Linked DNA regions of Mus musculus: region 1 is linked to region 2. The links are chromatin contacts, called in public Hi-C maps. All regions are on one chromosome and are shown on one strand. Each heading gives the region's core, a stretch centred on a gene start, on an enhancer-like site or on the middle of the called end of the contact. The rest is flanking DNA. Distances are from core to core; before and after follow the strand shown. Region 1 has its middle 36 kb from the start of Gm34596. Region 2 holds the start of Aff3 (AF4/FMR2 family, member 3).

What was found. Hi-C and Micro-C count contacts between places; a contact is called where the count stands out from the background.
Region 1: a contact with region 2 is called in a Hi-C map of pre-pro-B cells, with 1.7 times the contacts expected there. The contact joins the enhancer-like site here to the promoter of Aff3 in region 2. A contact is called at or near these places in 2 of 39 promoter capture datasets (3T3-L1-derived adipocytes and pre-B cells), 7 of 484 Hi-C or Micro-C datasets (B cells, CD8 central memory T cells, DN3 thymocytes and 3 more), 3 of 115 datasets of contacts at active chromatin or transcription factors (CD8 T cells, the SCID.adh cell line and memory CD8 T cells) and 3 of 9 other capture datasets (adipose tissue, liver and pancreatic islet).

The regions. Positions count from the first base shown.
Region 1 is chr1:38,664,243-38,668,976 of GRCm38.p6, forward strand. No RefSeq gene overlaps it. Among named protein-coding and RNA genes, the nearest start is that of Gm34596, 36 kb to the left of the region's middle. Within about 2 kb of position 1,574, at least 106 of the 459 cell types and tissues checked have an H3K27ac peak or open chromatin away from gene starts, as enhancers often do. A contact at or near this core is called in 3T3-L1-derived adipocytes, B cells, CD8 T cells and 8 more, where this site is marked.
Region 2 is chr1:38,625,140-38,629,874 of GRCm38.p6, forward strand. Aff3 (AF4/FMR2 family, member 3) reads right to left here and starts at 2,105. Exons shown (of 22, transcript NM_001290814.1): 1 at 1,950-2,105. The coding sequence starts at 2,002.

The DNA.
Region 1 (4,734 bases), core at 324-2,823, 39 kb after region 2:
GTGATGTGTGTTCCTGGATATGAATACTAGAGTGTGTGTGTGCATTTGTGTGTGTGTGTGTGTATACATAATGTTCCTTGTGTGAATACACGAGCTACACGGATAGTGTTGTTAACTGTTGCATTAAGTTACGTTTGCATGAGGGAGAGTGGCCTTAGGCTTCCCACAGTCTCCTTTGTGTAGGTCCTGAAGTCACCGGCAAGGCCACCCTCAGATCCTCCCTGGGACCTTGACTTGGGTTCTTTCATTGAGGTATAGCTGGTGACCTACATGAGGTTCAGACATATTGCCTAAGACCACTGGGCCCAATTGGCATCACAGATGTATGTGAGAACATGTTTACCTCTAGATTGTGTCTTCTTTGCATGCCACACATGCATACACACACACACACACACACACACACACACACACACACACACACACACACGTTATGACCTTCCCTGGTTATGTTCCACATCTGCCTGTCCCATTATCTAGCCATGCACCAGGTCACGATTCTCTCTATGGAGCAGGCTAGGAATGCTCTCAACTGTCGGGCCCTGAGGCGCCCGAGTGCACAGTCCTAGGCTTCACCCACAACTCCCGAAAGTACCGAGACACAGACCCACTTACCTCTCAACACACTCTTGGTTTTATTTTTTTCCTGTTCCAAATAAATTGTTCGGCTTCTCTCTTCTGTGTACGGATCCCTCCTCGCTGGCAAGCGTTCTGAATGGCACTTTCTGCACAAACAGGAAGAGCTTGTGTGGTCACCACCCAAGTGTGCAGGTGTTGATAGAGGATGTGAAAGTGTGGAGGCGACGGACTACGGCAGACACCCAGCCCCCTGCTCCTACCCGCCCCAGGGCAGACTGGTAACAGAGCCTGGACACACAGCTTGAGAGATCTCCTGACAAGAACATAGATTGAGATACACAGTCATGGTGGCCAGGGGCAAAGGTCTGTTTCACTCCCACCTAACCCTAAAAGGAATGTTGAAAAAACATCCTGGAACATTCTAGAATCCCGTATACTCTTACCAGGTACTGATCTTAGTAGGCTATTTAGCATCCTTTTTTTCCTCCTCTGTATGTGTGTGTGTGTGTGTGTGTGTGTGTGTGTGTGTGTGTACATGCATGTGTATATATAGGTGCCTGTGCATTTACGTGGAGGTCAGGCACATACATTTCTGTCAATAGACACCATGACCAAGGTAACTCTTATAAGGACAACATTTAATTGGGGCCGGCTTACAATTCAGAGGTTCAGTCCATTATCATCATGGCAGGAAGCATGGCAGCATCCAGGCAGGCAGGGTGCAGGAACTGCTGAGAGTTCTATATCTTCATCCAAAGAAAGCCAAGAGCAGACTGTCTTTCTGGCAGCTAGGAGAGGAGGGTCTCAAAGCCCACCCCCCACAGTGGCACTTCCTCCAACAAGGCCACACTCACTCCATCAAAGCCATACCCATTCCCACAAGGCCACACCCACACCTACTCCAACAAGGCCACACCACCTAATAGTGCCTCTTGCTAGGCCAAGCATAGTCAAACCATCACACATGTGGAGATCAGAGGCTGACGTCAGAGGCTGATGTCAGCTGTCTTCCTCAAGTGTTCTCTCTACTTTCCACACTGAAGCAAGGTCTCTGGTTGAGCTGGGGCTTAGGTTAGTCTAGCTAGCCAGGTTGCTCCAAAGTTTTCCATCTTCACCTCCCTCTTGCTTGGATTATAAGTAGGCCCCTATGCCCATTTGGCATTTATGTGGGTGCTGGGAATCTGAACTCTGTCCATTATAGTCACATGCCAAGTGCTTTGCCCTTTAGCCAACTCCCTGAAGCCAGATTTAGTTTCTTGTCAAAGCTCTCCCGGATCTCCAACTGCCTGGACATCTAAGAAACCAGGACTAAAACTTAATCTAGCCTCTAGAGTGTAATGGTTTCCTAGAACTTTCCAGAACAAAGGCTCACAGGGGAAGGAGAAACAGTACCAGTGGAAAAATATAAAGATGTGAGAATATACTCCCTGAAGGTTTCAGCTCCTTATCTCCCATGCATCCGTCGGGGCTGGGCCTTCTTGTCTATCCTGCTGTCCCCTGCACACTCATTCGTCTTGACATTCTCCTGCTAACAGGGAGATTTCCAGAGGACAGGTAACTGTGCTGTCTGTCTGCTCATTCTCCTTTCTCCACAGTGTTTGATACTAGGGAGCATTTCCTCTCTTCTGGAACTTTCCCTTTGGCCACCATGACTCCACATTCTCCTGGCTTCTGTCAGGCCATTTTTCTCTCTCTCTGGCAGACTTCCATTCCTCAGCGACAATCTTGATTTGTGCTCTTCCCAGGCCCGGTTCTCCAGGCTCTTGGTTTATGTTCTCCATGGGTGGCCCCATAGAGTCTCTCCATGTTCCTTGCCAAGCCAGTGTCTGGCTGTTTACAAGTCTCTGCTGTTCTTCCTGAATGTCTCCCAGGAACCTCAGGATCAATGGATCAGAATGAGACTCTGCCCTCTCCATTCCTCACCCCTCATCACACAGCCTGTGAACCCTTCCCACTGTGTCCCCTCCTTGCCCCTCATCGCCCCTCTTCCTGCGTCTATGTCTGCCTTCTGCTAACCCAGCTTCCTCCCTTTTCACACCGAGTTTTCTTTATTTGAGCGCAGCCTTCTTTATGTATATATTGGATGGAATCCAGGGTCTAACTAGAGACTCCCCTGTCCCGTTACATAGTGTTACAGTTCTGCCGTCAGCCGTGCGGATTCCCTGGGCAGAAGTAAACCTTTCTCCTGTTCCCAAACCAAAACTGAAGAATTCGCCTGGATTCGTCCCTTTCCCTAAAAGCCTTCAACCTGTAATCAAAAAGTCAGTTCCATCTCTGAAACCACTCTGAGTGACTCCTCTCCTCTCTTCCTATACCTAGACCCTCACTTCAGGTCTCCTGTTCACTGCCTCGATCCCCAGGAGTATGCATGCCCTCAGTCTATAGGATAGGTTAGGTAGGTCACTGAGGAGTAGGACACTTGAGTGTGTGTCTACTACTACCATTTTTTGTTGGGTTTTCTGAAGAAATAGTTGTGTAACAGAAAACCAATAATTTTCAAGCACACCATCAAGGTGTATTTAGCACCTTCACAATTTTGGGGGAACTACACCTCTACCTCCTGTCTTTGATATCACCTGTGAGGCATGGTTAGGGGCCAGGGCATCTGAATGATCGATCAGTGTTGTCTTATAGGACTGAATTGGTCCTATGAGAACAGATTACTTTAAAGAGAGTTTGGTTTTCCTAGGTTAGGTCTCTTGTTTCTATGAGTGAAAGCCACTCCCCACCCCACCCCATGTGTGTGTGTGTGTGTGTGTGTGCATGTGTGTGTGTGCATGTGTGCATTCCATTCCATCGAACTAATATCATTACTTTTCTTGCTTTCTTCAGTCTCTCTCATCTTGCCATTCTTTCTCCGTCCCCATCCACATGAAATGCCATCTGCCATGAGATCCCCTCTAGAAGCCATGAATCTCCAGAAATGCTAGAGAAGCAAACATATATATAACTCAGCTCAGTCATTACAGTCTAGAGTGATTTAGAAATTAAACCATATAGTTTGTGTATAGAACGTGGTAAGTACTCTGTAAGTGGTAGGGATCATCACTGGGCATTTTAATTATTTACCTTACTCCTTTACCTTTAATTATTTACCTTACTCCTTCTACAATGCACACATTTCAATATTTCCGAGGCACAATCTTTCTTAATATATTAAAAGAATAAATTAATGTAACAGAATGGGGAAAATGAATTTTCCGATATCCATCCACATGTGGACCTCTTTGTGAGCCTGATAAGGGTTTGGCCATTGTCTGTGGTTATTGAGAAGTACTGGGACCTCTGGAAGGTGGAGCCTGGTAGGCGGAAGTTAGGCTATTGGGGGCACGCCCTTTAACGTAGGGCAGATCCATGCAAACCTCTAGCCACGCCTACTTTATCCCCTCAGCTTCCACAGCCCACCCTGTAACACCCTAACCCTGCATGCGGCTGAACTCCACCGGCCACGACTTGCCAAGTACACATTTGTACAGGGTCCTTGCTTGTCCGTGAACTGCTGGGAGGTACTTAGAAGATCCCGTCTGGCTCCCAAAAGTGAGTGTCCCCAGCTGATCCAGCAGACTGCGCCCACCTGGATGTCGCGCTGAATACCTGAAGGCAGATGTGGAAAATCAGCAGTAGCAGGCTCGCGGGTAGAATTGCTCACAGGCCCACTCGTTCTGCTTTATCTCTAGCTCCTGCTTGAGTTTCTGGTACAGCGTCTAATAAATGTATCTCCTTACCAGTACACTCACCACACTTAGTCACAATCAGTGTCTTGCATTTGTGCCTTCTCCCTGAGACTGGAGATTCTGCGTGATAGAAGGCCTGTTGTGCCTGTCCCCCATCTGTTGCAGATAGTAGGCCCTCAGCGGTCATTTGTTAATTGGTAAATAAAAAGTTTTGAGCCTGAATTGTATTACAGATTCATCATGTGACACTGAGAAAGCTCTCATACCCCTGAGCTCAGTTTCCAAATCTGTAAAATGGACAGGACAGTATCAACTTCCCATGGAGACAGAGTTGTTGCCAAAGTGGATTGTCATCTCTCAGCCCTTTACAAAATTGACAGCACTGAAGGTACCTGTTGCTGGGGATAACAGAAGAGAGCTAGATCGATGCTCCTTACCACACCCTATCTGCCCATCACAAGCAAGTTTGCTTTACCCCAGT
Region 2 (4,735 bases), core at 855-3,354:
GCACTAGTGAAACAGGTAAAATCTATGTGGTCTGAGGCCAGCCCAGTCTACAAAGCAAGTTTCAGGCCAGCCTGGACTATGTTGAGAGATATGGTCAAATAAATAAATAAATAAATAAATAAATAAATAGGATATTAAAAATTTAAAGACAATTCAGCAGGCATTCTTTGACAGTATTCAAGATAATTTACTGGGAACTGAAGACACACCTTGAGCCCTTGCCAAAAAGGCCTACACATTACCACTGATAATCTCAAAATACAACTTATAAAAACCATACAGGAGTTCAATTTGAACCAGAAAGTGGATAAGTAGCATAAACATGCGTCCAAAAAATAAGTTCTCCCCTTTAACTACAAGCCTGCCTAGATTTTAAAAAGCAAAAGTCATTTTTAAAAGGCAGTTGTTATCTGGGAAGCTATTGAATTTGTGCCAGAAACCAATATTTCAAAAGGTAAACCTGTAAAATAATAGGTATCTGTAAATGAAAGACTGGAATAACCCCAGGAGCAGCAACACAGTAATTAGCAACTTTTATAGAGTAATAACATGTTCCATATTCTCTCTACACTAGCTCTTTGAAGTTGCCAGTGTAATATATACAAGTTTTATTACATTGGAGCCCATCCTTGTGTGTTTTATAGGTGCTAGCATTATGCAGAGCAAGCTGTAGTCACCGTCGGATCTTCTATAAGAAACTGCCCGATAATTCGTGAGCTCTGTGTCTAGTTTATTTTGTTACACCTGTCTTTAAGAAAATAAAGTCACTTTGAGCCTAAGTCACTATGGAGATTCACATGCCCACATGCCATCGAGGTATGTGTCATAAATCATAAAGCAGTTTAGCTTTAAAATTGTGCATCGCATATTCATGTGCACACCACTTGCAGTTTTTGACACATGTGAACTCTTTACTGAATTAAAAAGGGAACTGCTCAGCTCTACAATCAGCGATTACCAGAGGCAGAACAGAAAGCAGTTAATATGCTTGTTCCAGCAGATGTTCATCCCCGTAAATATTAAACATAACACAAGTTCCTCCAGGAATATACAAGCAGTAATTTTACCACCTGAATAGGGCTGGTTGGAAACATTTAAGGGGTGGGGGCAATGTGAGGGATGCTGAAGCAGCCAATGGGATTTTTCAGACAACCGCAACTAGAATTAAATTGCATCTACCTGTGATTTACCTATAGCAGCTCTCCCTAATGCGAGATTAGCGAGAACTGGAACCCCAAGTGCATTCCAGGCTGCCAGCTTTGAGCTTGACAAAAAGAGTGAGGAGTTCAGCCATGGGCATGTGTGAAGAAAGGGTGCAAAGGAACCGAGAACCTCCGGGAAATGAGTCTCCCTGGGCCAAGGCCTCCGGAATTCGGGCACCAAGACACACTGGCCTCCTGCCTAGGGTGCTCACTTTTCCATCTCCAGTGGGAGTGAGGTAGGACAGAGGAAGGATGCAAACGCCAAGCAGGGAGCAGGCAGGGCGCAAGGCTAGAGAGCATCCTCTCCGGGCACTTCGTAGAGGTACCAACTCTAGGGGGTCACAGGGGTGGTGAGCCTGAGGCTCTCCGGGAGCTGGAGGGGAGCACAATCCGAAGGAAGGGAGCTGAGAGGGGCTGCGAGATGAGGGGTGGGCTCTCAGGCATCAGTGACACGTTCTAAAAATCGGTTCTCTTCCCCTCCACCGCTGCGCTCCTCCAGTGGCAGCCAGACCCCGGCCCCCTGAGCTAGCGCAGGCAAGCACCGAGGGGAGAGAACGGAACCGGAGACCGACGAATTCACGGGGAGGCGGCCGAGCATCCAGCCCGCCAAGGCTGGAAGGAGCCGGCCAGCGAGGCGGGTGTCCCCGAGCCACCCCACCCCCACGGCGGCCGGGCACCCGGAGTCCCGGCCCAGGTGAGGGCAGGCGGGGCCAGCGCGGCTCCCCAGCGGCCAGCACCGGGACTCACCACAGCGACTCGAGGTCCCATTCCTGGAGCAGGGCTAAGTCGAAGCTGTCCATGGTGGGAGGTGTCAGCGCCGCCGCCGCCGTGTCCGCCGCCGCCGCTGTGTCCGCCGCCGCCGTGTCCGCCGCCGCCGCTGCCGAGCCTCGGGCCGCCCGCGCGCTGCAACGAGAGGCGCCCGCTAAGGTGCATCCCGGCCGCGCCCGAGCCGCCGCCGCCCGCCTGCCCGCCTGCCCGCCAGTCACCCTCCCCCGGCTCTCAGTGCCCGGCACCCCCGCGGCCCCTGCTTCCCGGGCCCGCCCGGCGCACTCACCCGCTCGCCGGCTCGCGCGCAGCCACACTCGCCGAGAGCCGCGAGCTCGCTCTCTCGCCGCGCCGCCGCCCCCTCCCGGCCTGCGCCCGCCCCTCCGCCCCTCCCTCGCGGCGGCCCGGCCCGCTGCAGCCGCCGGCGCGGTGCTCTGCGCCCGCCCGCTCGCCCGCCCGCCTCTTTCTCCTCCGGGAGGCGCGTGTGCGCGGGCGAGGCCGAGGCGCGCGCGCGCGTCCTGAGCCCCGCGCCGCGCCCGCCCCGCGCGCCCCTGCGCTCCCCGCGCTCCCCGCTCTCCCCGTGCGGCTGCTCGGGGTCCCGCGCCCTTTCTCGGGCCGGACTGCCGGCTCGCCCTCCTCACCCGCGCCCCTCCATCTCTCCAGACCCTCAGTGGCCCCGAGGGTTGCGGGGGACGTCCTCTGAGCCAAAGGGAGCGGCGCAGCGGCGCCGAGGGCAGGGGGATGCCGTGCCGAGCCGAGGCCGGCCTGCAGCAAAGCAGACCCCTGCCTCTCGCCCTCGCCCCGTGTCCAGCTGGGACTTTCTGGTCCTCCGCAAATTAAGGGGAACCCGCAGGGCGCTGCGGCTGGAGGTGTGCACTCTTGAAGATCTGGGGTGGGCGCTAGGAAGGAAAAGCCCTGGGCGCCCCAGGCGCGGTGAGAGTTAACAGTGCAGCCCACGGCAGCGCTGAAAACAAATCGTTTCAAATATCTGGAGCCAGTAACTTAAGTGAAATAAAGAGGAGGCGGGAAGGAAGCGTCTTCCAAGACCTGCTTTCAGCTGCAGTTTAGCCTGGGGGCTGGGAGGACGAGGGGTATCCCACTAGCCCTCAGCTGCCCAGTCCCTGGAAACCAGTCTCCTTTCTTTTTATTTCATACTGGAAAGGCCTCTCTGGGTTTCCACTACAAACTTCCCGCCGCCTCCTCTCCTGTCTAGAGAGTGGCAGATTGTCAGCTGGAAAGATGATAGAGTACCACTGTGGCTTGTAAAAAAAATAAAACCCTTGCTATTATTACTCCCTTGGTTTGAGAGACTGCTCCCCCCTCGCTCATTATTATATACACTCTGAGAGTGGGGACTGGAGGCGTAGAGCTGGTCTATCCTTCCATCTCTGGGCTTCTGCCCTCAAAATTGAGGATCCCATGCTGGCCCCGGGGGTGGTGCATGGGGTTCCCCTCTCCCATGCTCTTGGCCCCAGTTCCTGGAGCCCTGTTCAGGATTCCCCAGGATTCCTGGAGAGAGCAGCACCGAGCAAAGCTCACCACTTACACCAAACCCCGCATGCCCTAAGGGAGGCCTTTGCAGTGTATCGGCCTTTGTTCCTTTTCTAGACAAGAAGAGCCACCATGTGAGGCCGCCAAAAATTTAGCCCCTTTGGTAGAAATCCTAGGAGCAACCCCTTTTTTTATTTCACCCACCTCTGAAGGAGAACTAACGAAGTCGTGGGCGCAGGTAGATAAACTGCCAAAAAGCCAACTAGAGTTCTATGCTCTCGGAAACAGAACTGCAAAGCTCTCGGGCCCCCATCCTTTTCTTCCCCCAGCTTTGGAATAGTTCCCTATTAGCATCCATAACTAATGTGAAAATATCAATCGCTAAGTGAAGGCAGAGTCTGCATCAAATCCGCTGTAGAAACTGACTGGTTATTTTTACAAACTAACAACTTCGCTGCTTGAAACACCACCCCGGCCCCTTTAGTTGAAGGCTACAAAAGAACAAAGGAAATATGGACAAAGTACAGGTGTGAAGGGCTGGGATCCAAAATCTTGGTCTACAGTGTATCTGGAGAGAAGGAGGGGGGAAATGTGCCTTACAGATACCTACTTAGCATAAACCCTCTTGGAAATGTTTGCTCTGGCAAAAGTGAGCTATAGACATCACATGGAGACAGCCTTCCCAGGAACAAAGGCTGGGGGTGGAGGGTGGAGGAGAGAGAGAGAGGGGAACAGCCCCTGCCTGGAAGAACTGCAAGTTCCAAGGCCTGAACAAGAAATGTGTCCTGTTCCTTGGGCTCCTGGCTGCAGCTGGGAGTCTTCTCCAGAAAGGAGACCTCCCGCCCCTCCCAGGGATCTGGCTTCCCGTCCCTTCCCTTCCCACCACATCTGTTTATACAAAAGAAGCTGCTGAAGAACAAACAGAACCGTGTTTACTGCGGGTCCCATGCCGAGCGAGCCTGAGGCTCGGACACAGATTCAAGCCTCCTCCTCTTAGTGGCTGAAGATAAATGGGTCCCAGAAAAGGAGAAAGAGCAAAAGGAGTTAGGCTTGGGGAGGGAAAGGTTATTTGTAAAAGGTCTCCCTAAAAGAGCTATGAAGGGATGGACAGATGTATATTTAAGTGTCGGCTCTGGGTCCTCACGTTTACATTTAAGTGTACTTGAGCCGGAAGTCATTTCACTGTGGGTAATTTTTTTTTTAAACGTTTCTTCACAAATAATGTATTTTCTGTTTGGGGTCTTTAACTCGAGGACGGATGCATTAGTATTTTATTT